Regions from separate parts of the Mus musculus genome. Here region 1 is linked to region 2. The links are chromatin contacts, called in public Hi-C maps. All regions are on one chromosome and are shown on one strand. Each heading gives the region's core, a stretch centred on a gene start, on an enhancer-like site or on the middle of the called end of the contact. The rest is flanking DNA. Distances are from core to core; before and after follow the strand shown. Region 1 has its middle 37 kb from the start of Gm35341. Region 2 has its middle 99 kb from the start of Gm35341.

Evidence for each region. A called contact is a pair of places that touch in the nucleus more often than the background predicts.
Region 1: a Hi-C map of adipose-derived mesenchymal stem cells shows a contact between it and region 2, with 1.5 times the contacts expected there. The contact joins two enhancer-like sites. A contact is called at or near these places in 2 of 484 Hi-C or Micro-C datasets (adipose-derived mesenchymal stem cells and nephron progenitors).

What each region holds. Positions count from the first base shown.
Region 1 is chr1:186,442,990-186,446,371 of GRCm38.p6, forward strand. No RefSeq gene overlaps it. Among named protein-coding and RNA genes, the nearest start is that of Gm35341, 37 kb to the left of the region's middle. Within about 2 kb of position 1,897, at least 53 of the 459 cell types and tissues checked have an H3K27ac peak or open chromatin away from gene starts, as enhancers often do. A contact at or near this core is called in adipose-derived mesenchymal stem cells, where this site is marked.
Region 2 is chr1:186,306,552-186,310,135 of GRCm38.p6, forward strand. No RefSeq gene overlaps it. Among named protein-coding and RNA genes, the nearest start is that of Gm35341, 99 kb to the right of the region's middle. Within about 2 kb of position 1,255, at least 11 of the 459 cell types and tissues checked have an H3K27ac peak or open chromatin away from gene starts, as enhancers often do. A contact at or near this core is called in adipose-derived mesenchymal stem cells, where this site is marked.

The sequences.
Region 1 (3,382 bases), core at 647-3,146, 140 kb after region 2:
AAAGGTTTATCATTTAGTGATCCTCACCTTAACACATTTGTCAATCCACGCTCATCTGGAGACAAGCTGAGCATGTGACTTTTGAAGGTACCAGACAGTAGTATCTGTCTTACACACAAACAGTGAACTCAGTACACAAATACTTACTGTCTTTCATGTGGGCTCTACAGCTCCTGTGCTGTTTTGGAGTGGGGTGGGGGGGATGGTGTGCATGTGTGTAGGTGTTGATGCGTGTGCAGGTACACGTAGAAAACAGAGGGCAGCCTTGGGTGTCAGTCTTCAGGAACGAGGCTCCACCACCGCCACCTCTGCTGCCTCTGCCATCACTATTATCAGTGATGTCATTGTCTTCGTGGTTGTTGAGGAGACAGGGTCTCTTACTAGCCTAAGGATCACTAGCCTGGGATGACTGGCTCAGTCCCAGAGATCCTCCTGCCTCTGAGTTCTCAGACCTAGGATCACAAGCTTAAATCACCACAACTGGCTTTAAAGGGGAGGCGGGTCCTGGGGATTCAAGTCAGGCCCTTGTGCTTGCAAAGCAAAACCGTACAGACCGAGCTATCTCCACTGCAGATGAGTGGATCTTTCTCTTGTGTCTTGTTAGAGGACTGGTAGTTTTTCCAAGAGTTCTACAAAGAAGTGGGCACTAAGAAGAAACCAGAGGGGTAGCAAGACAGCTCAGTGGACAAAAGTGCTTCCTGCTGAGATTGATGAGTTCTATCCCTGGGACCTACATGGTAAGAAAGAGCTGTCTCCAGGTGTTGTCCTCCAACTCTACACATATGCCATGGCCCATGTCTCTTCTGCTGAATAAATAAATAACTGTAATATTAAATTTAAGATAAAATGGTATACAAAAGTTTTTGATTGGTTTGTTTCATGTATATGAGTGATTGAATCAGTAGGAACTTAATAAACACTTATATGTGTGTGCTATTTTCCTATCATGTACACTATTAAAACATGTGTATAGCATGATGTCATAAATATGCCTTAGCTAAGCATGTAAATCAGCTATAGCAATCCACTGTGACTAGCCCAATGCAATGACAAGAACAGATGCTGGGAAGACCCAAGGCTAACGGAGGAGGAAGGCTATACAGTGTTGCCTCAGGCTGATGGGAATGTGGGAGCTGCAACAGAACTGCAAGTGAACTATGAAAGATACAGAGAGTAGATTAGACCAAGAGAGAGCAGGGGGGGACAGCATGAGAGGGCAGGAGACACTGCTGAGAATGCAACAAGAGTGACTGAGGAGAGTGTTCTCTGTTGAGATGGGGGAAGATGTGGGCGTACATGTAAAACCAATCAGAATTAAACACAAAAGACACAGCTTGTCAGAGAAACAAAGCTAAGAGACCATCTCAACCCTTTTCCTTGGATACGTTGCTGAATTCCAAAGGAAAACTAAGATGAGACAGGGCTGTGTGTGTGGTTCTATCATATTCAATTTAGAGATAAAGAAAACAACAAGTAAAAATGAAGAGGTTTTCAACTCTGTGAAACAGGGATTGCATTTAGTCCATATTACACAAACAGAAGCGACTTTCAGCTTCTGGTTCTGTACACGTGCTGTATCTGGAGATCAGACTACGGCCAGCTCATTTCTCCCTAGCCTAATAAAATCCGAGTTACCGATAGCACTTTATTTGGCAACATCAGCTTTAGAATAAAAGTACTCGACTTGAAAAGGTTGAACCCTAAAAGTCAAATGTTTCCAACATCTACTTCAAACACATGAGCCGGGGTTTTTAATTGCTGAAGACTTTTGGCTTCTTCATCCCTGAAGCGATTGCAAGAATGCTATTCATGTAGACCACAAGAGGCTTAAGAGCCATGCTCAATGCTGCATCCGCATTCTTGGATCTGCCTGATAACAAGAGAGGCTGTCCAGCTTCTCACTGGCTGCCTAGGTCTCAGGGCTTCTCCCACGGGTGTACAGGCAGCGAGGTGAGTCAGCACACACACACACACACACACACACACACACACACACACACACACACACCCTCCCCCAGAGCTTCTGGAAACATCTACTATTTGAGGAATGAGGAACTTGGGCACATGGGGCATGAGATCAGCTACTTTTAGGGACACAATGGTTATTGGGCTCAGTGAACTCCCAGGATGAGGACAGAGGGTTCCTATGTTGTCTTTGAAATGCTGGCCCCACAGGGATGATTGGAGACACATTTTCCCCATGGCCCTCCAAGGGAAAGAAGACTCACTTGTTTTCCACAGCGCCAGATAGTTTTAGAATGCTGTCCTTCCCAAACAGCTCCCTTCTTTCCAGAAGCCAAATGTGTCCTAAGGTACCAGGTTTCACGTGAGCTTCAGATTATAAAAGCCCCTCTTTAAGAGAGACGTCTGCTCTGCCCTGTTGCTCAGATACTGTGATGGAAATAATCTTGTAGTTAATTGATTGTGTTTAAAGATTTTCAGATTTTCTAAATCATGTCTTTGGGTACAGACCGTGTGTCCTAGGTTTCACACCTTTTCATGCACATGTGAATATCAAGGGGTTCGTCACATCATGAGATGTTCTTGTTAGGAATGAAGGATAATGAAGGAAAGAGAAGGGAAAAAGGGAAGGGCATGATCTGTGGCTGGGATCGGATGTGTGTTTGCATGTGCATGTGTGTGTTCGAGTGCGTGTGGGAGCCAGAGGACAACCTCCAGTGTGCATGTCTTTGCTTGCTATTAACTTCTATTTATTTATTTATCTATCTATCTATCTATCTATCTATCTATCTATCTATCTGTTGTTATTTGAAACAGGTCTTTCACTGACCTAGAACTACACAAGTAGGCCAGGCTTGCTGTTTAGTGAGCCCCAGGAATCTGCCTGTCCCGTCATCCCCCCAGGGCTGAGATTACAAATTCAGGTCAGTCTTGTCCTGCTTGGTGGTTTGCACTGAGAACCAAGTGTGCGATACATGTGCCTATGGAGGCCATTTCTCATTCAATCAACCGCACCCGGAGGATCCCGAGGCACCCCAGACAAACGACTGCCACTGCTCCCGATTTACCACCGTAACTGGATGATAAGGCCCTCTTGCTGAAAAGACAACCAACACTTTGACTACAGAAAAACAGAGAAATCCTCTGGAACCCAGCGTAAGCTCTCTCCCTGCTAGCCAGCTTTCAGAGTGCTGGAAATCACTACCTGGTGGGAAAGAGACATCAATGTTTGCATCCAGCACTGGACGCTGCACGCTACAACCCTTACCTGCTGCTGAGCTAGGCCTGCTGCTGACACAATAGTGGTGGAACTGTTTATGGGAGTAAACAATCACTCTCTTGATCAGATTAGAGACCTGCTCAACAGGAGGGAGTTCATGCCTGAAACTGTGAACATGGTCTATGGGTTTGTGCTGCTCCC
Region 2 (3,584 bases), core at 5-2,504:
CATCAGTATGTATGCTTCGACATATCTCTTCTTCACTGTCGTTGTTAAGGAACAGGGCTACAAAGCATCGGATCAGGGAATGTAATGTATTGCATTATTGTTTATCATAAATGGAGGTTAGTTTTGTGCTTACTCAACTCAGCAATGAGATGAGCAATGAGATGATTTTCCTGGTTTTGTCCAGCTTTCTAATTTGTTTTGACCTTCAAGGTGTAATAGGAGGACTGCAAAAACAACCTTTCCAGAAGACTATTTAAAAAAAAAAATACTTTCACAAAAGTCTAAAGTATAAAAGCAAAGTTAGATCAAAACAAGTAAGGAACAGGTGGGATGGTCTGAAAATCAGCTCAGAACTGTGACCACCTAAGAGCTGCTTCAGAGGGTGGGCTTGATGCTGGCAAGAAGCTCACAGTGTGTATAAGAGCAAATAACTGTTTTGCAAACAGGTGCTGTTGGCTGGTGGGGTTGGTTAGGCATTTGTCCACTCTCCCATGAAATGATCCTAGGAGCTCTCAGGATGTGAGAGATGATATGTTATTTTAATGTTGAAGCAATATCTGATTTATTAGAGAGTATAGGTTGGGAAAGTGACCACCCATGCTTTCTTCTTCATCTTTTCTTCCAGATGTATTTTGCATTTGTATCCTGCCTCTCCCATGAGGTAGACTGTCCCTTAGTAAATATCCCCATAACTGTGTACAGCCTTTATATGAAATTATTTCTCTAACTTCCTTAGACATTCTTATAGATATCAAATTGTAAAATTGCATCACATCTATTTAGGGAGGTTTGGTCTCTTGTCAGTAAATAAAAACACAGAATATTCACAGTCAAGTATTATGTCTTAGTGCTAGTTAGTATAGAGCATTTGAATTTTCTTCTATGACAGGTAGTTAAAAGGCCATAACTGCTTATGCAAAAAGAAGAAGAAGAAGAAGAAGAAGAAGAAGAAGAAGAAGAAGAAGAAGAAGAAGAAGAAGAAGAAGAAGAAGAAGAAGAAGAAGAAGAAACCAGGAAAATCACTTAATCACTGAGTTGGGTAAGGGCAAAAATAACCTTCACTTACGATTAAAAAAATCATGTAATGCTTATGTAAGTTCAAATAAGGCAAAATTCATGTGAAGTTTGGTCAATTTGATATTTGGCTACCGGTCAACTTAGATTAAACCAGAGTTATCACTGAAGTGTTCGCTTGTGTAACTCATCCTACTGAAGAATGTTGGTCTCTCCCATGCCACACAAGTAGAGCTGGCTGGACTCTTCAACGAGCTTGTGTGCTCTGGAGGTAACATGAGCAGAGTCAAGTAGGAGGATGACAACCCTACCTTGGAATGTGCCACGGGAACAAAGGCCTGGTTCCTCAGAACTTTCTCTGAACATGCGATTGGCTGCTGAATTACTGAAAGCTGGTGAGGTGGTGAGTTTCGAAGTACCTTAGACACAGTTTTGTTTTGTTTTGTTTTAAGATTTATTTATTTATTTATTTAGGTGAGTACACTGTAGCTGTACAGATGGTTGTGAGCCTTCCTGTGGTTGTTGGGAATTGAGTTTTTTTTTTTTTTTTTTTTTTTAACTCTGCTTACTTGGGTCAACCCTGCTCACTCCGGTCAACTCTGCTTGCTCAATCCCTGCTTGCTCTGGTCCAAAGATTTATTTATTATTATAATACATAAGTACACTGAAGCTGTCTTTAGACACACCAGAAGAGGACGTCAGATCTCATTATAGGTGGTTGTGAGCCACCATGTGGTTGCTGGGATTTGAACTCAGGACTTTTGGAAGAGCTGTCTGTGTGCTCTTACCCACTGAGCCATCTTGCCAGCCCTAAACACAGTTTTTTAATGCATTCTAAATACTCTTTGGCTCATTAAAATATCCTTGTCACGATAAACATATTCCAATAATAAATCTGACTAATTCTGAATGACAAATCTTTAGAGTAGAAGCAAAATTAAATTTTCTCTATAATTACATTGAATCTAGCAAGTAGGGCTGGGTATTCAAACATGGGTACACTTTAAGGATTAGAGATATTAAACTTCCCAGCTTCCATTCAAGGTGTATTTTAAACCACTAAATTGCTTTATAACTATGAGATTCATCCTCATTATTCCATGAGATAATGTCTTTATCCTTGAACTGTGCATATGCCACAATGTATCTGTCAGTTCTATAATGATCTACACAGCAATGTCTCCAATTTAGGGCTGTGATGGAGAATGTGATTATGAACACTCTGAATTTGCATTTCAGTGGCCATGTTCATGCCTGTAGGTTTGGGTTATCCCTTGGAGGAAGCACAAGGAAGATTTCTATGTGTCTTCAGAAGATGATCCAGTCTCATCAAACGCTTGCAGCTATGTGCACAGTGTGCATGAACAAAAGATGCAAGCACAAAGTTTCCATTCAGCACAATTCCACTTCAGCTCATCTCAAAGCCACATGCAACCAAACAAGTGGCAGAAATCATCGAACTAGTGACCTCCAGGTGGTCGTGACGAAGCATGGGGCTAGGGGTACTTCTGGGAGAGTTCATAGCTTGAGTGTTCACTAGTATATAGAATATTCTCTGTGAATATCTTCCGGCAATCAAATTCTATTTAAAGTATTTTGTTTTGTGGACTACCTTACTAGGAAGGAAATTCTAAGGAAGAAAGACTCTCACTCCCAGGGCTCTTTCATATCAGGAGGGCAGTCGATGGAAGCACATGTTACAGCTAGATCCACTGACTCTTTAGTCTTTCTTGTGCTCTGCTACACGCCTCCTTCTCTTTATTGCATATGCTTGTGTACAATGGATGTGTATCCATGTTTGCACATGTGCATACGTGTATGCATGAGCATATGTGGGAACAGGGTAATGTACCTCCAGTTTACGTTTTTCTGATGCTAGGCTAACCGGTCCCGTCATCCTCAGTCCTCCTCATGTCCAGCCACCCTTCTGACTGATGTGCTCTGGATACAGACACTGCCCCAAGAGTGACCTTCAGGAATTTGCCTTCTTAATTGGTACAGGCTGTCCTGATGGTTGATGGGATTTTTAAGTGTTCTTGTTACATCTGCTCTCGTTCTTCTGTCGGGCCGGTCTTAGCAGCAGAGACAGCCCTGTTCACACTTTGCGATGCCTGCTCCTTCCCTTCATTTTCCAGTTGGACTAACTGTTCAGTGTGTTGGGCTGCTGTTGACGTGCTTGCTATTTCGGTCCTTCTGGGCTTCTGTGGAAGAATTACTAATTAAAATGAGAAACAAATGGGTGACAAAAAGGAAAGAAGACTGAATACAAATGTAGGCGGGGGAGAAAGTTCTCTTTCTTTAGAAGTAAAATTAGAAGTAATTTAGTGAGAAAAGCCACAGCACAAAATTAAGCTGGTCATACTGGAGAGAGAGAATACGGTGAGTATGTATCAGCAGACCTGAATTAATGCTCTTAGTAACCTGCAGGTTGGAGCAACGTTAAATTGTAATGTTTTGGTTGGAAGACACAAAGGAAAACTAAACTATAAGCAATCCATATAACAAAGGAAGTAGACCAGATTCTAGGCATCTTGCTGAAGGTTTAACTAGAGATGAAAAGAAAAGCCATG